7 separate regions of the Mus musculus genome follow, and all the other regions are linked to region 1. Evidence: chromatin contacts called from public Hi-C, HiChIP or PLAC-seq and promoter capture Hi-C data. All regions are on one chromosome and are shown on one strand. The core of a region is the stretch at or near the end of the contact, and the rest is flanking DNA. Distances in the headings are between cores, read along the strand shown. Region 1 holds the start of Lat2 (linker for activation of T cells family, member 2). Region 2 holds the start of Dnajc30 (DnaJ heat shock protein family (Hsp40) member C30). Region 3 holds the start of Gtf2ird2 (GTF2I repeat domain containing 2). Region 4 holds the start of Stx1a (syntaxin 1A (brain)). Region 5 holds the start of Ncf1 (neutrophil cytosolic factor 1). Region 6 holds the start of Wbscr25 (Williams Beuren syndrome chromosome region 25 (human)). Region 7 overlaps Gtf2i (general transcription factor II I).

Region 1 (2,776 bases), core at 164-2,663:
GCTTCTCAGTTGGGGATCCCTCTGAGCCCAAATGTTTTCTTCCTCCCAAGGAGCAAATGGAGGTTCAGAGAGGCGCATACTGTGCCACAAAGAAACACTGGAAAAGATGGAAACCCAGAGCAGGCCCGGTGAATTCCCTCTATCCTATCTGATGCTCTCTACCCTGAGAGTAGAGGCAGAGGGTGAGGGGAACAGAGGGTAGGGCTGCAGGAGGAATGGCCCAGCAGTCTCAGAAGGCCCCAAGGGGCCAGGCAGGGCTAGCTGTGGGTGTGTGGGGGACCGCCACAGCTCTGTGGCTCCGTGGGCCAAAATAGCTCAAAGGGAAGTGGGCAGTTTTCATATGAGCAAGGCTTGCTTCTGAGGACTGCATCGGAGCTTCTAACCTCAGTGGCCCTTCGTGAGTGATCACTGCGGCAGCTCGTTCTTCGGGGTAAAAAGGCCATGAGGGTCTGTTGGATGAAGTACATGACCCGTCTCACACCAGGGATGGCTTTATTCATGGGGTGCTACTCTGAGGCCTGCAGGCTTAGCTGAATAACATTTCTGTGGTTTGAGCCTTTGCGGCAGGGCCTCACAATGGAGTACTGCCTGGCCTTGAACTTAGGGTCTCCCCACCTCAGCATTCCTAATGCCCTGATGGAGGAGTGTACAGTACCCAGTCTGACCAAATAACTTGGGCCTTCAAATGAGGCGGAGAGAAGACCCTGAAGACACCTACTGGAGGCCAGCGGGCGACTGTTCACGTACATATGTGAGTATGTCTATGTACAGAGGTCTGGCAGGCCTTGTCCCTGGTCAATCTGGGCCACCTGTTCAAAGCCGGAACCAAGGAGCCCACCAACGTTACAAGGATTATCTGTCAGAAAGTACAAGCTGGCTCAGGCCTGGATGGACTTCTGGGGATAGCAACTTCCTCCTGGCTGGAACAGGGCTTGGGCACAGTTCCCCAAAGCATCCAAGTTCCATACACAGGCCTGTGGCATTAGCCAACCCTCAACGGGCGGGAGAATCTCACATCTCTGGCTCTTAGCTGGCCCTCTCCAGTCACTGGTAGTGACAGAACCACCCTAGGGGCTTCTTGGGGGGTCTCAGAGGCTAGGGGTTTGGGAAGCCAATGATAGATAAGTGGGTGCCTGGAGCCCTGCATAGGCTTTCCTTAAGGGCCACAGCACTAGGCCAGGGTGGGAGGTATCAGGTATCTCGGCTTCCGCTCCGTCTATCCCTAAGGGTCTTGTGGGGTGTAGCACAACAGGGGAGCACCCCTGGGAAAGGCTTACCTGAGGGTGAGGGCTCCTCACCATGGCCCCTTCATCTTGTGCCGCACACCTGCCCAAGCTGATGCCAACACCACTGACTCTGGTGAGCAGTGGGCAAGGCAGTTGGCTTCCTGTCACTACTGAATCATCTCCTCTACATCCGCCTCGGCCAGACTACTAGGGTGGTTAATGACAAAGTGGGTGGAGCAGAGACAGAAAAAGATGCAGAGATACAAAGCGAAGTTAAAGCTGGGCATGGTGGTGTGTGCTGTTAAATGCCTGCACTTGGGAAGCAGAAGCAGGCAGAGCTCTGAGTTTGAGGCCAGCCTGGTCTATATAAGCTAGGACAGCTACAGTGAGACCCTGTCTCAAAAAAGACTCCCTGGGTAATGGCACGTTCCACCAAGCTGGACAACTTGGAACCAGAGGAACCAGGGTTCCTATCACCAGGAACCATGAAGTGAGTGTCTAGTTGTCCTCTGATGCATATGTACATACACACAGGCTTATGTGCAGTGTGCATGTGCACACACATGCACATGTATGTGCACACACTCCTGGGGGTGGAGAGGCAATAAAAAAGAAAACAGACATAGGGAAAATGGGAAGTGAGAGATGGGCACAGGCACGGGCAGACTGAAAGCCAAGCACACACAGTACATGCCCACCACAGAGCAAGGTCACATGGAGGAGGGAGGGCTACAGTGATCGACGGGTAGAGAGTCAACCCCAGAGTTCACATGGACACAGACATGGAGAGGACGGAGTTTCGAGGGACATGTACACACTCACGCACGTGCCACAGTCAGACACCAGAGATGGGGACACACACACACAGATGCACAGGTCAGGAGAGGACCAGAAAGACAGAGAGGCAGATATGTAGACGCTGACAACCACAGGTAAGAGGAAGCTAGAATCCTTCCAGCATCCACAGGCATCTGAGAATGGGGATCAGAGAGAGAGATTAGGGCAGTGGAATCCCATAGAACAAATACTAACCGGCAGATAAAAGAGATAAGGGACAGAGGATACAGGGAGAAAGACGGGAATAAAGATGGCAGATGGAACAAAGGACCACTGTGCCAGAGACAGCTGGATAGACAAGCTGCCTCTGTGTGTGGGTGGTGGTAGTGGGTGAATGTAGAGGCCAGAAGTCAGTCTTGGTGTCTTCCACATTTTAGTTTCTTTGAGACCGAGTTTCTGTGTAGCCCTGGCTGTCTTGAGACTCACTCTGTAGAGCAGGCTGGCCTTGAACTCAGATTTATGCAGACTGTGTCATCTACTTTTTAAAAACCAAATTGTCAGCCGGGCGTGGTGGCGCACGCCTTTAATCCCAGCACTCGGGAGGCAGAGGCAAGTGGATTTCTGAGTTAGAGGCCACTATGGTGAGTTCCAGGACAGCTAGGACTATACAGAGAAACCCTGTCTCGAAAAACCAATCCAAACCAACCAAACAAAAAAACCCAAATTGTCTTTATTACATCTATTTCTTTGTACGTTAGTTCTTTTTTGTTTGT
Region 2 (2,776 bases), core at 170-2,669, 450 kb after region 1:
ATATGCAGACGGCAGAAGGCCAGCCTTATATGATAATGTGGCCATATCTCAAAAAAATTAGCAAAATAAACTATAATCAACTTACTTAACTCTAGAGTTACTAAAGAATGACTTTTAGGCCAATATACTCAAAATGACATTTCAGTACATAATCAGTATAAAATTGTGAATGTGTTGTGTGTGTGTGTGTGTGTTGTGTGTATGTGTGCTCATTTCTTCACATTAGGCCATTTTGACTTACAGTTTTAATAGCTAGCTACTGACTGCCATACTGAACAGAGAATGGCCACACCTGGTCTTCCCAAAAATCAAGGTAAACAGCCCCACAGAAGAGTGTTCCATACAGCCATACGTGCGGGACCATGTCTGCAATTTTACCACTAGTAAGGTAGAGACAAGAGGGTCTGGAATTCAATCACCTCCACTACATAGCAAGTTCAAGAATACTCTGGGCAATATGAGACCAGGTTTCAAACAAACAAACAAAACCAAATAAGCTACCATGTAGAGGATTCAGATATTATTTATGTCAATGGTTGACATGACAACTCAGTGCAATCATGCATTTAAATAAAGATCACAATAAACCCACAATGAGTATGTCCTCTCTCTAATAGTACTGATTCCTTCCGGGGGTGTAGCCTAATGGTAGAGTGCTTTTCAGAATCATCCAGTGAATGGCTAGGGGTGTGCCTCAAAAGTAAAATGTCTACTTAGAATCCCCAAGCGAGGGGCAGGAAGTATCGCTCAGTGACAGACCACTTATGCAGTATGACAGTACCTTATCATATCTTCTAACTATTGCTTACTTTACCACATATTTAAAACACATTGTCAAACGACCCAGGGTAAACTGGAGATGAATATACCCACACTGAGGTAGCAAGATCTTTCCAGGAGCTCAATGGCTTCAAGTTCCCTTTACCGGTGGCAGAACTGCATGTACGCAGACCCACACACACACACACACACACACACACACACACACACTCACACACACTCCCAAATTCTACATGCTTTCCAAGGGACGCCCATAATCGGGGCGACTCGCCGATCCCGACCCCCGCGATGCCGCTCAACAGCCATGCTCTCCTCACTTGCGAACGTATTTCCGGGCTTCATTCTGGTCATAAAACTGTTGAGAAGAGAAAAACACATGGGAGTTTTAAGGGAAGAATCCAAAAGCAGTCATTCTAGAAAAAGACCAAGACCTGGCGGGGCTCTCACCAGCTCCGGCGGTCCGCTGTGTTCGGGTCTCCGGCTACGAGATGCCATCTCGATGGTATGGCAACGCTGGGACCGGCGAGCACTAGCGCGACGCTTTGACGTCATCAATCTGCGCCCGCCTCAGGCGGACCTTTTCCCCCGCCTTTCCTTTTATTTGATTGGCTAGAAGGTGGGGACGCCGCTCAGGATTCGAGGCCTCCATTGGCTGCCTCGGCGCCGCCCCCTCCCAGCCACAACATGGCGGCCGCGCGCTGCCTGGGGTGGACCCTGTCACCGCTATGGAGATGGTGGCAGGTCCGGGGGTTGCCTCCGAGTTCCGCCACGGGTTTGTGCTCGCGAGGGAGGACTTACTCCCGCACCGCCCTCTATGAGCTGCTGGGCGTCCCCTCCACGGCCACGCAAGCACAGATCAAAGCGGCGTACTACCGGCAGAGCTTCCTCTACCATCCGGATCGCAACCCCGGGAGCGCCGAGGCCGCCGAGCGCTTCACGCGCGTCTCCGAAGCTTACCTGGTCTTGGGCAGCACCATCCTCCGGCGCAAGTATGACCGAGGTTTGCTCAGCGACCAGGACCTGCGCGGACCTGGCGTCAAGCCCTCTAAGACGCCCGTGGCCGATCCCGCTCCTCCTCGCCCTCCTCCCTACACCCCTCGGGCTCCCGGTGGCTCTAGGGCTTCTCCCGGCGACGGTCGCACCATGTTCGACTTTGACGCCTTCTACCAGGCGCACTACGGAGAGCAGCTAGAGAGAGAACGGCGTTTGCGCGCCCGGAGGGAAGCCCTTCGCAAAAAGCAGGAGAACCAGGCCAACAAGGGGACCAGCTGGGACGATACACGAGACGCCACTTTCTTTGTCGTCCTTTTCCTTATCTTCGTCTTTGTTGGCTTTCGTATTTAATCGGAGAAAAGGAGGGGAAGGGATCCAGCCCAAGCAACCTTCCTTTCTAGACCTTTGAACCATTGGTCTGCGATTGACTTGACTTCCTCTAGTGGTGTTCTCTTGACCCTCCTCACACCCTCCAGCCTGGCCAGTGATCAACACATCCCTCTCCTTTGGTCCAGAAAAAGACGCTTTTCAGTGGCCAAGAAAGAGGCCCCCGGATAAAGATTCCTGTGAAGACCAGAAATTTAAGTGCTTTCCAGAGTCCCCTGGGTGCCTGTTCATTTCTAGAAGTTACCTTCAGTTGCCAACTCCCAGAACACTTGCTGCGGTTTTAACCAGAAGCCCTGAGCAAGATTTGCCCTGTCCCCTGCCACATGTCTGTATAATAGGTGGTGTTTCCCCTGTAACTGCTGAACTGTGCAATACGACTGGTTGTCCGATGCCAAAAAGATTTAATTCTTGGGGACTCGAGTGAAATTTGTTTTTCTGTGTTACCCCAAGCCACAGGTGAGACTTGATCAAAGATCCAGCAGACGCTGGGGATGTAGCTCTGTGAGAGAATGCTAGCAACAAAAGGCACAGGGTTTAGGCCCCAACTCTGTTATCTTTTGTGTCCTCCTTCCCCACTAAGAAAAAGAGTCAAAGATTGCCAATTTTTTCCCCTCAG
Region 3 (2,776 bases), core at 178-2,677, 430 kb before region 1:
TTGGCTATCGAGGAACTTATTCTGTAGACCATGCTGGCCTTGAACTCTGAGATCCCCCTGCCTTTGCCTCCAGAGTGCTGGGATTAATGGCCTGTACTACCACCCAACACGGAAATGTTATTTAATAATCCTAAAACTAAGTAAGTCAAGGACTGAGGGCAGACAGCAGAGCTTGGAGACAGAAAGTAGGAAACGTCATGGCAATCTGAGAGTGGGAAGAAAGGAGATTGAGTGGGAGCCAGAACAGCCACCAAGCACTGTGCCCTAAAAGGCCACATTGCAAGGGTGAGTGACCTGATTTTGACAAGTAGCCAGAGCAAGAGATTTTCAGGCTGGACGAACACCATAGGATCTAGCAATCAGTGACCCACTTGTGACCTGGGAGGAAAGGATTTATTGGAGCCAGCTCAAGAACACGAGCAAATACAAACTATGTCGGAAGCTACACAGCCTTTCCTGATATGAACAAAGTGTTCTCATTTTATTTTGGGACAGGATCTTATATGTAGTCATGGCTGGCCTCAAACTCAGAGAGATTTGCCTATTTCTTCCTTGTGAATGCTAGTATTAATGGCATGTACACCAAGCAACAAATCTTTAAAAGTATTTTTTAAATATTTTATTTTTTTTAAGCGGGTGTGGGTGCATACAGAGGCCAAAGGATTCCAATCCTTTGGAAATGCGAGTTACAGGCACGTGTGCTGTGCTTGACACAGACACTGGTCTTCTGAAAGCACACTTATCAGCTCTTAACAGCTGAGCCACTGCTCCAACCCCCTTTCCAGTATATTTTAAAGCAAACAAACAAATAAAACTGGAACCCTTGTAAAGTGGGGCTGGAGGGATGGCTCCGTGGTTAAGAACACTTGATCAGTTCCCGCATCCATACCGTCTGAAACTCCTGGTCCAGGGGATACTGTGACCTCTTCTGGCCTCCCCGTGGTGCATATAAACAGGGTGGCAAAATACTTACAACAGATGGTGCTTTACGAATAGCTCCCGAGACATGCAGCCACGCAAACACAAGAACATAGAACTGACACAGGCACAAAAATTAGTTTTAAAGGAAATGCAATGTCCTAAAAGGTAGGTGGTGTGATGGCGCACGCCTTTAATCCCAGCACTCGGGAAGCAGAGGCAGTGGACTCTGAGTCCGAGGCCAGCCTGGTCTACAACGCAGGCTAGCCAGGGCTACAAGAAAAACTCTGTCGCGGGGGGTGGGGGGAGTGGGTGCCTGAGTAACACGTGGGGTGACCTCTCCGCTTCCACGTGCACGCACAACCACATTTTAAAATATCTCTATCTATCCAGAACGGCCATGCACATCCAGGGAAGGCGCGAAGCCACGTGCACGCCACGCAGCCCGGCCGGCGGCCTCGCGGAAGCCGTCCTGCAGCGCACCGGAAGTGGCCGTCCCCACCGGGGGTGCTTCGGCCACGCGCGGGAAGCCGACCTTCCTTCCAGGAAGCAAACAAAGACAAAAAATAAAATAAAAAAGAGGGAGAAAAAATAATAAAAACGAAAAACAGGAAGGGAGCGGAGAGGAGGCGCCCGCGGCCCCCGAGCTGCGGTCGCCGGCGCAGAGCCGCTGCGCACGCGCAAGCCAGGCTCCAGACCCCCGGCGCGGCCCGCAAAGCAGGGCCCTCAGGTGCGTATCCCGCCGCCGCTTCCCTCACAACTTCCGCTTCCGGGAGTCCCCGCCGGGGCAGAGCGATCTCTCGGGGTGCGTGGCGGGACCTTCGGGCGCCCGGTGGTCAGCGCCGACCCCCATTTTCCCTACCGCGATCGGGCCGTGAAGAGTGGGGGGCGGGGCGGGGAAGACGTGGGGTTAGGCGACTTTCGCACGCCAGGCGCGCACCAAAATCTCGCTTTCGATTGGTTGTGACGGGGCGAGGAGGCGGGGAAAGCTGCGCCCGGTGCGTGCCGAGGTCACGCGCCACCTGACGTACCTGCGCTGTGTTTAGAAACCCTTGATTGGTTAGGGGAAGGGGCGGGGCCATCGCGGTTGCCTAGCAACGGCGCTCTGGCTCCACCTTCGGCGGCTGGCTTTGCTTGTTGGCTCCAGGATTATGGGGGCGTTTGGTGTTTGTGGCAGCCAGTGGTTTAGGTCGATGAAGAGAACGGAAGAAAGGGCCCAGCCTCCAAAATGTGGCTTGTGTCTGGTCTGGTTGAGAGTACAAGGTGGCCTATGGCCATAACAACTAGTACAACAATCAAAAAAAAAATTTTTTTTTCCAGACAGGGTTTCTCTGTGTAGCCCTGGCTGTCCTGGAACTCACTCTGTAGACCAGGCTGGCCTCAAACTCAGAAATCCGCCTGCCTCTGCCTCCCAAGTGTTGGGATTGAAGGTGTGCGCCACCATCGCCTGGCTCAAAAAAATTTTAATTTATTTTAAAACGTTTAAAATGTTTAGTAACTTTAAAATTTAAAGTAAATTTTTACAAATTAAAATTCACTATAGTAATGTATTTAACCTATTGCACCCAAAACATTATTCTAGAATGTACTTATTTCAGCACAGAGAACCAGAATGAGCCGGCAACGGTGGCCTTCAAATGGATCTGAGAGTTCAAGGACTGCCTATATATAGCAAGTTCCAGGCCTGCTGGGGCTACACAGTGGGACCTTGTCACTAAATAAATTATAGCCGCTTTATTGAGATACAGGAAAACTCATCCTTTAAAATACAATGCAAGTCAGAAAAAGAATTCCTTCCAAAGTAAAATAAAAACAAAATAACAGAACTCAAGCCTAGTGTGGTAACTCAAATGTGTCT
Region 4 (2,776 bases), core at 154-2,653, 410 kb after region 1:
AGTGTACAAGGAGGTGTGGGTGTGCTTGGCTTGGGGTCAAGAAAGCCTGAGACCACTTGTGTGTGTGTGTGTCTGTGTGTGTGTGTGTGTGTGTACTCTGTAACAAGATGCTGGCAGGAAGCTAAAAGGTACATGTCTGCCAACCGGCAGGCTCTTCACGTTGCTCTACAGGGACCAGCATACCGTTCACGTTGCTCTGCAGGGACCACTGAGATCTTTCCACTGGGCCTAGGTTTGAACAGCCTACAGCTTCCACACAGGAAATAAGACGTCAGGCCTGGCATTTGAACTCCGGGCTGGAGGCATGGAGGGGTGGGGGTGGCAAGCTTTTTTTTTTTTTCCTTTTAAATATCTTAAACATTTCATTTATTTGTTTGTGTATGTATGTATGTATGTATGTATGTATGTATGTATGTATGTATGTATTGTGTGTAAAGAGAAAGGCAGTCAAATTGAATCGAACAGGTGAGCTGAGAAACTCTGGGGAGAGTAAAGAGGCAGCAACCCGGTCTGGAGACAGGGGGGTGCTCAGAAAGGTGGGAAGGTTTAGAATTGACCACTACAGAGAGGGCTTTATTTTACTTTATATTCACTTGGCCATGTGCCTCCTGCCTCCATCGTGTGGTTGCATATATGTGAAGCACGGAGCTCACTCATGTGGCGGTCAGAGGACAATTTACAGAATCCAATGCTCTTCTTCAGTCACGTGGGGCCCAGGGCTAGAACTCCAATCGTTTGTTTGTTTGTTTGTTTGTTATTTTTCAAGACAGAGTTTCTCTGCGTACCTTTGGCTGTCCTGGAACTTGCTCTGTAGGTCAGGCTGGCCTTGAACTCAGAGATCTGCCTACTAGGATTAAAGACATGTGCTATCATCACCCCGCTGGAACTCAGATCTTTAAGCTTAGTGGCAAGCATCTTTACCTGTTCAGCCATCTCAGGACAGGATGGGTGGTTGGAGGGGGTTGCCGGGGGTCGGTTCAAGAAGGGATTTTCAAACCTGGCATTGAGGCTCATGTCTGCAAAACCTGTACTCCTGTGGCTGAGGTAGGAGCAGGTGTTCAAGGCTAGCCTGGGCTACACAGTGAGACTATCATTGAACAAAGTGGAAAGGGTTCCACTCCAGCAAATCCAGGGGAAAGGAAGGACTCTAAGAGTCAGAATCCAGGGTCTATCTAGATAATGGGTGGCTGAGCAGAGGTGGGGGCTGGGGCAGAGAAGGGCCAAGGAGTTGGAGCTGCATCTAGACAGAGATCACTAGTTGACGAGGGGAGGAACCAGGTCCCGAGGGCTGGGTTTGTACCCCTTTGCGCTCCCCGTAGGCGGAGCCCTGGGCGGGATATATCCGGGCGTGGAAGCATGATGGGCGTGGCCAGCTGGGGTTGGGCTTGGGGGTCCCAGGGACTGGGGCGGGGCGCGGGCTGGCGCTGCGCAGCCGCGGGGCGGCATCCGCGCATGCGGGACTTACTCGGTTGCAGCCGGCGCCTACTGCCACTCCCGGGAGCATGAAGGACCGAACCCAGGAGCTCCGCACGGTGAGTCCGATCCTCGTGCGCCGCTCACCCGGCGTCTTGTAATTCTCCACTTTGTTCCGGCATGCCACCGAGGCACCTACAAGGGGACGGAGGGAGCCTTGCAAAGCTGAGGGACCCTCGAACCCCCATGGGAGTCCCACCCCTCCGATCTACTTCTGGTCACGGACTCGAGCCCTTCAGCACCGGGACTGATGGCTAGAACCTGGGGTTTTGAGGAACTTTTCAGGGCGTTCCTGTTTGGGGCGATTTGGAGGGCTGTTAAGGGGTTTCGGTGGCGGGATGCAAAATCGTGACCGTTCTTCGCCCGCTTGTCACCGTCCTTGCACTGTCCCCTGGAGGCTGAACCTCTCGTTTCCTTCCCACCCCCCTGCCCAGAGTTCCCCTCCCAACCCCATCCTTGGGCGCGCTGCGGAAACGAGGCCGCCGGGTGGGGGTGGCCTCTGCGGGAGCCGTCTCTTGGGGCTCCCCATCACCTGTGGCTCCCATCACCTGTGGCTCCCGATCCACCCTGGTCGCTTTAGGGATACCCGGCTTGCTCTGGATTAAAGGACTCAACCATATCTACCCTTGGTCCACCTTTGGGCTTCCAGGCAACCCAGGCTGTCATTTCCCAGACCCTTCCCGGATTGCCAGGTCTAACTGCGACCTGGATCTATTTTCCTACCTGTGTGAGAGAGGCCTCTGGGGTGTGGCTCTTAGGGCGGGGTTTCGAGATGAGTAGAAGGCAGTAGAAAGGTTCTAAGTCAGAGCCCATGATCCTTCAATCATGAGACCCCACTTTTAACACAGGGGAGTGCCCTTCTCTGGCCTCAGACCCTAGAGGGACAGAAATTAAGCTCTCCCGTGAGAGGGTTAAATAAGGGCGCCACATCAGATTGTCATATCTGATTCCTCAGCAAACCCCACCCGTTGATTTCTGGGTGTCCCCCCAAGCTGGGTGGCGTCCTAGATCCCTCTCATCTTGTGCCCCACTTACAGCCCTTCATAGAAAGTTTTGTTTTGGGGCTTTTGACCTAATGGCTGTGATTTCTGCCTAGCTTCTCCATCTGTGCCTGGATCCCTCTACCATAATACCAGCCATATCTATGCTCTCCAGTCTAGCCTTCATCCTGTTCCTGACCTGCAAGCGACCCCCACATGCCTTCAGACCTGTATTATTCCTGGCTGGATGCCCAGTGCCTCATCTATTTCAAAGGAAACAGACAGCCTTTCAAGTCATATATAGTGTTTAAACACTTCCCCAC
Region 5 (2,776 bases), core at 109-2,608, 390 kb before region 1:
TCTTTGGGGGTTTTGCTACATTGTGAGACTCTGTCTAAAAATACCCCTGTGATTGTCTCCAGGGGAGGGATGGAGGACATGAAGGAAACACCCAGGGTGACCGCTGTCCCCTCTTCTGGTGTGGCTTTTGGTTGTGGAATGATTCAGAACATTTATATTTAGAGAGGGAGGGAGGAGGGAGGGGAGACTTAGCTCTTAACTGCTGAGGGTCCCAGGTAAACAGCTTACAAGTGCTGGGCGGCACCATCTCTGGCCTGCCTTGGGCCGAGCAGACCCAGTGATAGAGTCTAGATATATGGGCAGATATTCCTCGACCTCATCTCCCCAGGGCAAACGGGAGACATCGTCCCCTACTAGGGATCCAAACTCAGTAACCAATATCATAGAAGAGGAGAGAAAAAAAAGCCACAGTTTCCAGGCCTCGCAGGCTGCCATGCAGGGCCACTCCTGGAGCTGACTAGACAGGGAGGTTTCCTGGTAGGAATGAGCCTTGGTCCTAGGCACTGGACAGAGGGTAAGGTTGAGCTCTGGCATGCTTGGGGGCTCAGTGTGAAGACAGAGAGGGAGGCAGCTGGGACGGTGCACAGGGGTATCTGCTCACCATGGCAGGGTCCTTTGTGAACACCCAAGAGAAGCCTGAAGCCCAAGGATAAGAAAGCCCTGTGCCTGAGAGGTCCCCACGGAGGTATATCTTCCCCTGGTCCCCCTCCCCCTCACATCCTTCCCTTGGTCCCCCTCCCCCTCATAGCCTCCCCTGGACCCCTCCTCCCATATCCTTCCCCTGTTCTCCCTCCCCCCATATCCTTCCCTGGTCCCCCTCCCTCTCACATCCTTCCCTTGGTCCCCCTCCCCCTCATAGCCTCCCCTGGACCCCTCCTCCCCATATCCTTCCCCTGTTCTCCCTCCCCCCATATCCTCCCCTGGTCCCCCCTCCCTCTCACATCCTTCCCCTGGTCTCCCTCTCTCCATATCCTTCCCCTGTTCTCCCTCCCCCCATATCCTCCCCTGATCCCCCTCCCTCTCACATCCTTCCCTTGGTCCCCCTCCCCCTCATATCCTCCCCTGGACCCCTCCCCCCATATCCTCCCCTGGTCCCCCTTCCCCTCACATCCTTCCCTGGTCTCCCTTCCTCTCATCTCCTTCCCTGGTCCAGGTGGTTTTTGGGTAGCAGCAGAGTGATAGCACTGTCCCCACTATGCGCTCCTGCAGGGCACTCTTAGGCTACTCACATAGTGCTGGCTGGGGATGAAGCGCTTCTCGAAGCCCAGCAGGGCAATATGGCGAATGAAGGTGTCCCCCATGGCTGGGCCGTGACAGGGACACTTCTCTCTATAGCCTGGGCTGGGCCTTAAATACACTAAAAAGAAGAAGTGGTTTCTGCTGCTTGTGGGGTAAGGGCGGGGAAGGCCCAGGAGGCTCTTAGACTTAGTCTTTCACTTTCTGAGAATTTTTGAGCTTCAACAGAGTGGTGGGGCAGCCAGGGGCCCTGAAGCACAGAAACCTGTTCTACCGACACCATGGCCCAACCCAGGCACTGGGGCCTCTCTACAGTTCTGAACCACCCCCAACAAACATGGGGCTGGAGAGCTGGTGCAGTGCTTAAGAGCACTGACTGCTCTTCCAGAGGTTCTCAGTTCAATTCCCAGCAATCACATGGTGGCTCACAACCATCTGTAATGGGATCTGATGCCCTCTTCTGGTGTTGTCTGAAGACAGCTACAGCATGCTCAGATTAATAAAATAAATAAATAAATCTTAAAAAAAAAAAAGCTGGGTGTGGTGGCAGGCAGAGGCCGGCAGATTTCTGAGTTCGAGGCCAGCCTGGTCTACAAAGTGAGTTCCAGGACAGCCAGGGCTATACAGAGAAACCCTATCTCAGGAAAAAAAAAAAAGCCTGTGACCCCAGCCCTTGGGAGGTAGAGGCAGGAGAATCAAGGGTTCAAGGCCAGCTTCAGCTATATAATGAGTTTGAAGATAGCCTGGCCTACGTGAGATTGACTTTAGAAGTCCTGTCTTTACAGGACCAGGACTGGACATGGCTCCGCAGATAAAGTCCTTGGCATACAAGCCTGAGGACCTGAGTTCTATCTCTAGAACCTACATTAAAGAAAAGTTTAGGGCCAGCGAGATGGCTCAGTGGGTAAGAGCACTGTCTGCTCTTCTTCTGAAGGTCCTGAGTTCAAATCCCAGCAACCACATGGTGGCTCACAACCATCTGCAATGTATAATAATAAATAAATCTTTGGGCGGAGAAAGCAGGGACTGATGGAGAGAGAAGAGTTATCTGAAGTGAGAGGGTCCGACCTGAGCAAGGGGAGGTCCTAAATTCAATTCCCAACAACCACATGAAGGCTCACAACCATCTGTACAGCTACAGTGTACTCATATACATAAAATAAATACATAAATCTTTTTAAAAAGCCAGGTGTGGTGGCACACACCTTTAATCCCAGCACTTGGGAGGCAGAGGCAGGTGGATTTCTAAGTTCGAGGCCAGCCTGGTCTACAAAGTGAGTTCCAGGACAGTCAGAGCTATACAGAGAAACCCTGTCTCGAAAAACCATTTAAAAAAAAAACTTTTTTAAAAAAATAAAGAAAAGCTCAGAATCCTCTGTGTGTGTGTGTTTGTGTGTGTGTGTAGATGCAGTTATAGGCAGTTGTGAAATAGCAGACATTGATGTTTGGTACTGAAGTTAGATCCCTCTGCAAGAGAGAGAAGCAGTCGCAGCCACGGAGCCCTCCCTTAGCCTGGAAAGTATGTACTTTTTTATTTTTC
Region 6 (2,776 bases), core at 72-2,571, 390 kb after region 1:
CTTCCACCGCAACCCCACTCATGTAGTCAAATCCTTCTCACCTCAGCCTCCAGGTCTTTCACTCAACCGTCTCTTTCAGATATGCCATCTTAGAAGATCCAGGATTGGGTCCGCTTCTATGCTTTGAAGTTTTGTTTTTTTTTTTTTTTTTTTTTTTTTAAGTATTGGTATTTGCTCCATCTGGAGCAGAACTGGCAAGGATTCTTGCACCTCGGACCTTTGCATACAGTAGATCCTCAATTAACAAAGGCTCGAGCTTGCAGGCAGAGAAGATAGGATTATAACCTTCAGAAAGGCTTTTCCCAAGCAGAGCAGATTGCTACTACCTTAAAGCAAGTGTAGACGCAGCGTGGACTTGGCTGGTTGTGTCTGGTGCGCCGTGCCAGCTGCGCTGTGCCTGTTGAGTGGTGCCGGGTGTGCTGTGGCTTGTGTGTTGTGCCTGGTGTGTTGTGTTTGGTGTCCTGTGCCTTGTGTGGCAAGCCTGGCATTCTGTGCCTGGCATGCTGTGGCTTGTGTGTTGTGCCTGGTGTGTTGTGTTTGGTGTCCTGTGCCTTGTGTGGCAAGCTTGGCATGCTGTGCCTGGCTTGATGTGCCTGGTGTGCTGTGCTTGAAGTGCTGGGCCTGCTATGGTGTCTCTGGTTTGCTGTGCCTGAGGTGCTGTGCCTGGCATGGTGTGACTGGCGTGGTGTGGCTGGTGTGGTTTGCCTGGTGTGGTGTCTCTGGCGTGCTTCGCCTGGCTTGGATTGCCTGGTATGCTGTGCCTGGTACGGTTTGCCTGGCTTGGTGTGTCCGGTGTGTTGTGCCTGGTGTGTTGTGCTGGGCGTGATGTGCCGGGTGTGCTGTGACTGGCGTGATGTAGTTGACAAGCTGTGACTACCGTGCTGAGCCTGGCGTGGTTTGGCTGCTGTACCGCGCCTGCGGTAGTGTGCCTGGCCCGCTGTGGCTGATGAGCTGTGCCTGGCCTGGAATGGCTGGCGTGTCATGGCTGCCTCCTTCCTTTGAAGTTGTTTCCTTTTGTTCCTCATCTGTTTTTTTTGTAGAATTTTTTTGAGGGGTAATAGTATGTCTTCCATCTGGAGTTGTTGCGCCTGGGGTGCCATGCCTGCCAATGTATACGGAAAGCATCAACAGATTAATCCGCTTAGGTTCAAAATTTGGGAAGACACCAGGCAGATGGAGAAACAGGACTTCAGGTGGCAAGGTGGGAAGCCACACTGGGGGGGCCCCTGGGAGGCTGAGCCCCAGCGGGAACCTCCAGGGGCCCTCGGGAATCTCCTAAACAAGCTACAATCCAGCTGATGCCCCTGCCACACCCGGACCAGCAGGCAGGAATTTGCCCCTGTGACCTCCCCAGGCACACTCCTGTCACCATGGCGACCGGCTTAGGGAACAAGCGGCCTGATTGTCCCTGCCCAGCAGGGCAGGTGAAACCCTGGCCACGTGACCGATACTGAGCCAGGTGCGGTTAGGAAGACACTCGCTGCCTCCAGCCTTAACCCGTTCGACTCCCGGTCGCCGCCAGGGTGCAGTGTCTCTACCTCCCAGCCTGCCATGCACACGCATACCACACACACACACACACACACACACACACACACCACACTTCTTTGGGTCTAGAGGGCCCTAAATGAAATCTGGGAAGGAATCCAACCTGAGCCACACTAGTGACTGGAGCTGGGTAACTTCCGCCTTTCTCCATTTCTTTGTTTCCTTCAGTGTAAAATAAGAATGGACTGAGAGAGATGGTTCAGCGGATGCCTTGAATTCGGTCCTTGGGACCTACACGGAAGGAGAGAACTGATCCCCACTTGTCCTCTGACTCCACACTGCCGGCTACACATATACAGACACACAATAAGTCAAAATATTTTTAAAAAGAAAGAAAAGAAAAGAAAAGAAAAGAAAAGAAAAAAGAAGGAAGGAAGGAAGGAAGGAAGGAAGGAAGGAAGGAAGGAAGAAAGAAAGAAAGAAAGAAAGAAAGAAAGAAAGAAAGAAAGAAAGAAAGAAAGAAAGAAAGAAAAAGGAAATAAGGATTAGGCTCATCTCAGTATAATCCCGGGGTCTAGGAGCTCTGGCTCAGTAGCCCATCTGAGTTGCGAAGCCAACCAATGCAAACTCCCTGGTTTGGCCCACAAGCTGGGAAAGGGTGGGCAGCTCTGGAATGACCTTTCCCCAACATGCCACCCCCAGAGTCCTGCCACGGAGCTTGACCCCCTTCTTTGCCCCGCCCACAACTTTCTCTGGAATGTTCACTTGGGACCTTCAAACCAACAGGTTTTTCAGCTTGCCAGGCTCAGCCTTGAGCGAGCCATGTGACCACAATGCTTTGAGGGCCAGGACTATGTATGTCCTCAACGCCACTCCTGACACCAGATCTGGGCTATTTGGCTTTTGGGCATGTGGTCAAAGGTCGTGTGCCAGGCTGGGGTGAGCTGGCTAGACAGAAGGTTGACTGGTCAGAAACTCTTTAACAACACTACCTTTTCCCAACAGAACTATGAACCCTTTCACTCTGTGGACTGGTGAGATGGCTCAGTGGATAAAGGCACTTGCTGCCAAGTTTATTGATGTGAGTTCAATTCCTGGAACCCACATAGAGACAGAGAACAGACTCCCTCAAGTTGTCTTCTGACCTCTACATGCATGCTGTGACACCTGTACAACCACACAAATGGACAGACACAGAGGACACACACAGGAGGGGGAGAGAAATACAGAGATACACAGAGACATAATAAATATATAAAATAAATAATAAATAATATTTATTTATAAT
Region 7 (2,776 bases), core at 174-2,673, 330 kb before region 1:
TCCAAAATCCACTTCAAGGTTGCGAGGTCGTAATGTTCGGGGTGCTTGAAGGCAACCCCCTCGGGAAGCCCCTGCACCACCACAGCCGACTGGTCGCGCAGCATCTTCTCATATGGCACAGGGACCACTGTGGATTTGCCTAAAGCTTTCCCTGTGGGAGGATCATAGAATTAGCATGACCCACGCGTGCTCACACTGAAAACTGAATCCCCGAAGCTGGGGGAAGACTCCAACTCTGTCTGTAAGGCCATTGTAATTTAATGAGGATTCGATTTTAGGTCTCCCACATCCACATAAACTTCGGGGCAGTGTAGACTCGTAACTATAATCCCACTGTTGAGAAAAAAAAATCCTAGGGTTCCCTGGCTACCCAGCCTAGCCAATCAGTGGGCTCCAGGGTCAGAAAGACCTGTTTCAAAAAGTGAGAAGGGGATGTGGGGATGGGCTCAGTGGCTAAGAGCACTGCTTTTCCAGAGGACCTGTGTTGGATTCCTAGCACCCACACTGCAGCTCACCACCATCTGTAAGGTGTGTTCCAAGGGATCCAGCATGCTCTGCTGGCCTCCACAAACAACAGGCACACACATGGTACGCAGGCAAATATGCAGGCAAAACAAGTCATACAAATAAAATTCCTTTAAAATTTTAATTTAAAAAAAATCAGTAAGGGAAAGCTGACAAGATAGCGAAGCAGGTGAGAGGGGCTTGCTGCCAGGCCTAAGGACCTGAGTTCAATTCCCAGAACCCACATAGTAGAAATAGATAACCAACTTCTGCAAGTTGTCCAACCTCTATCTTCACATATAACACTGTGGGATGCATGGATACAGGCACACGAGATGTGTACAATCACAATAAGTACATATAAATAAATAAGGTAGAGAGCAATTCCAAAGACACATGAACTCCAAATGCACACAGCAGGTACAGTACACACACACACACACACACACACACACACGCGCGTGCGCCTGCACCAGACTTACATACTAACTTAACCAACCTATCAAGATCTTATCACAAGCAGATCGTGGTGGCAGATCGTGGTGATGTGGACTACCTTTAGTCCCAGCACTCAGGAGGCAGAGGCAGGCAGATCTCTGAGTTGGAGGCCAGCCTGGTCTACAAAATGAGGTCCAGGACAGCCAGGGCTACATAGTGAGGCCCTGTCTGGAAAAACAAAAACAACAACAAAATAAAAAGAGCTTACTGAAGCATTCTGACTGTTGTCATAATATCTGACTTCAACATTATCTTAACATAGTATTTCAAATAACACTTTAAACATTAACATTTGATTCCCACATCAGCTAATTCCTGAACCTGGAATCTGTCCAAAGGGTCAAATACAAAGTACACAACAGACCTCAGTCTAGCCAGCATGGTGTATCTAGAAGGCCAGCTAAGTGGGAGGCTGGGCCAGGAGGATCAGAGAAAGTTCAAAGCCTGCCTGAGGATTAGCGAGACCCTCTCTTACGATAACAACGGGCTGAGGAGGGGGTGCACTTCAGTTGTCAAGCCACTTCTTAGTGGGTTCCTGGGTTATAATGATGATCTCTTATATCAATATAATTTGTATATTTATTTGTTTTATATATATAATTACAAAGGGTGCTCTGTTGTACCCTACGACAGGACTAAAGCAGACCTACAGTGGAGACCTGAGGATAAGCATCAACGGCAAACCAGTAACTCTTAGGCCAGCGGAATGGCTCAAAGGGTAAAGGCCCTGGCCAGGAAAGCCTTGTTGCCTGAGTTTGAATCCAGAACTCACTTAAAGTAGGAGAGCAGACTCCATGGAGCTGTCCTCTGACCTCCCCAGGCATGCACACTAACTCCCTCCCACCCACCATACACACACACACACACACACACACACACACACACACACACACGCTAGAATTTGTTGTTGTTTTTCTTATCTTCTGAGATAAGCTCTTACTATGCAGACCAGATTGGCCTGAAACTCAGAGAGATCTACTCACATGCCACCATACCTACCCACTAATGGTAACAATAATTAATTAAGTTAATTAATTACATTGTACTTATTTCTGAGTTCTTTGACTTAATTCCTTAAATTTACAAATTTACCTATTCAATTTGTAAAACAGTATGACTGTCAAATCATTTATAAAATCTATACATTTAGGAAACATACAATGACCAGGGCCTGCCCAGTGGGAGAGACTCTGTTCACAGAACAACCAGTTCAATTCCCAGAACCCACACAAGCAGGAAGGTGACCCAACTCCACAAAGTTCTCCTGACCTTCACACAAAAGCTCTCGAGTCTACAAATACATACGTGTATTCATACAAACACAATTTTGTAGAGAAGAAAATGCCAGTTTATAAGGTATTTTTCTCCAATTTTAAAGTGCTGTGTTTTTACCATAGCAAAAACAGAAATAGTCCTCCACCGTTTTTCTGAGTGTTTCAATTTCTACAGCATCCACACTCATCCGATTGGCCTGGGTGGTAGATTTCATCTTATGCATCTCGGCGGCCTTTTCTTCTTCTTCAACACCTGTAAAACAGTTAGTGAGACCAAGGCTAAGATCCGCCACCCACCGTGCTTCTCTGTTGCTACAATAAACACCTTTATGGCAGGAGAGAATGTACTGGCTCTGGTGACCGACAGCCCATCCCCAAGGCAGGCCACAGCAGAGACCATGGAGGAGCAGGGCTTACCCACAGTGGGCTGAGCCCTCCCATATTAAGCATCCATCAAGAAAATGCCCCACAGACATGGCCACAGGCCATCTGCTGGGGGC

Evidence for each region. Promoter capture Hi-C pulls out the DNA fragments that hold promoters and counts their contacts. Hi-C and Micro-C count contacts between places; a contact is called where the count stands out from the background. HiChIP or PLAC-seq counts read pairs in DNA pulled down with a chosen protein or histone mark.
Region 2: a contact with region 1 is called in an H3K4me3 HiChIP or PLAC-seq map of bone marrow-derived macrophages, with 4 times the contacts expected there. The contact joins the promoter of Dnajc30 here to the promoter of Lat2 in region 1. A contact is called at or near these places in 3 of 115 datasets of contacts at active chromatin or transcription factors (bone marrow-derived macrophages, effector CD8 T cells and pancreatic cancer cells) and 2 of 9 other capture datasets (embryonic stem cells and pancreatic islet).
Region 3: a promoter capture Hi-C map of pre-B cells shows a contact between it and region 1. The contact joins the promoter of Gtf2ird2 here to the promoter of Lat2 in region 1. A contact is called at or near these places in 18 of 39 promoter capture datasets (3T3-L1-derived adipocytes, the C10 cell line, the HPC-7 cell line and 11 more), 1 of 15 datasets of contacts at CTCF or cohesin (large pre-B cells), 7 of 484 Hi-C or Micro-C datasets (B cells, LSK cells, bone marrow-derived macrophages and 3 more), 19 of 115 datasets of contacts at active chromatin or transcription factors (the 230-238 cell line, T-cell acute lymphoblastic leukemia, bone marrow-derived macrophages and 9 more) and 4 of 9 other capture datasets (adipose tissue, embryonic stem cells, liver and 1 more).
Region 4: a FOXA1 HiChIP or PLAC-seq map of pancreatic cancer cells shows a contact between it and region 1. The contact joins the promoter of Stx1a here to the promoter of Lat2 in region 1. A contact is called at or near these places in 1 of 115 datasets of contacts at active chromatin or transcription factors (pancreatic cancer cells) and 2 of 9 other capture datasets (adipose tissue and pancreatic islet).
Region 5: a contact with region 1 is called in a Hi-C map of B cells, with 13 read pairs. The contact joins the promoter of Ncf1 here to the promoter of Lat2 in region 1. A contact is called at or near these places in 6 of 39 promoter capture datasets (the C10 cell line, cranial neural crest, hematopoietic stem and progenitor cells and 3 more), 2 of 484 Hi-C or Micro-C datasets (B cells and megakaryocyte progenitors), 3 of 115 datasets of contacts at active chromatin or transcription factors (bone marrow-derived dendritic cells, cardiomyocytes and microglia) and 2 of 9 other capture datasets (adipose tissue and liver).
Region 6: a FOXA1 HiChIP or PLAC-seq map of pancreatic cancer cells shows a contact between it and region 1. The contact joins the promoter of Wbscr25 here to the promoter of Lat2 in region 1. A contact is called at or near these places in 1 of 39 promoter capture datasets (hippocampal neurons), 1 of 115 datasets of contacts at active chromatin or transcription factors (pancreatic cancer cells) and 2 of 9 other capture datasets (adipose tissue and liver).
Region 7: a Hi-C map of liver shows a contact between it and region 1, with 2.2 times the contacts expected there. The contact joins the enhancer-like site here to the promoter of Lat2 in region 1. A contact is called at or near these places in 2 of 39 promoter capture datasets (cranial neural crest and maxillary cranial neural crest), 2 of 484 Hi-C or Micro-C datasets (embryonic stem cells and liver) and 2 of 9 other capture datasets (liver and pancreatic islet).

Annotation. Positions count from the first base shown.
Region 1 is chr5:134,613,612-134,616,387 of GRCm38.p6, forward strand. Lat2 (linker for activation of T cells family, member 2) reads right to left here and starts at 1,414. Exons shown (of 13, transcript NM_020044.3): 1 at 1,278-1,414.
Region 2 is chr5:135,062,787-135,065,562 of GRCm38.p6, forward strand. Dnajc30 (DnaJ heat shock protein family (Hsp40) member C30) reads left to right here and starts at 1,420. Exons shown (of 1, transcript NM_025362.3): 1 at 1,420-2,579. The coding sequence starts at 1,465. The coding sequence ends at 2,124. Bud23 (BUD23, rRNA methyltransferase and ribosome maturation factor) reads right to left here and starts at 2,173. Exons shown (of 13, transcript NM_025375.4): 1 at 1,738-2,173; 2 at 1,228-1,389; 3 at 1,098-1,135. The coding sequence starts at 1,275.
Region 3 is chr5:134,182,611-134,185,386 of GRCm38.p6, forward strand. It overlaps Gtf2ird2 (GTF2I repeat domain containing 2), which reads left to right and starts at 1,428. Exons shown (of 16, transcript NM_053266.1): 1 at 1,428-1,648.
Region 4 is chr5:135,022,079-135,024,854 of GRCm38.p6, forward strand. It overlaps Stx1a (syntaxin 1A (brain)), which reads left to right and starts at 1,404. Exons shown (of 10, transcript NM_016801.4): 1 at 1,404-1,532. The coding sequence starts at 1,503.
Region 5 is chr5:134,228,267-134,231,042 of GRCm38.p6, forward strand. It overlaps Ncf1 (neutrophil cytosolic factor 1), which reads right to left and starts at 1,359. Exons shown (of 11, transcript NM_010876.4): 1 at 1,230-1,359. The coding sequence starts at 1,301.
Region 6 is chr5:135,000,029-135,002,804 of GRCm38.p6, forward strand. Wbscr25 (Williams Beuren syndrome chromosome region 25 (human)) reads right to left here and starts at 1,322. Exons shown (of 5, transcript NR_026907.1): 1 at 42-1,322.
Region 7 is chr5:134,286,893-134,289,668 of GRCm38.p6, forward strand. It overlaps Gtf2i (general transcription factor II I), which reads right to left. Exons shown (of 34, transcript NM_010365.4): 4 at 2,395-2,529; 5 at 1-151. Among named protein-coding and RNA genes, the nearest start is that of Gtf2i, 26 kb to the right of the region's middle. Within about 2 kb of position 1,424, at least 1 of the 459 cell types and tissues checked has an H3K27ac peak or open chromatin away from gene starts, as enhancers often do. A contact at or near this core is called in liver, where this site is marked.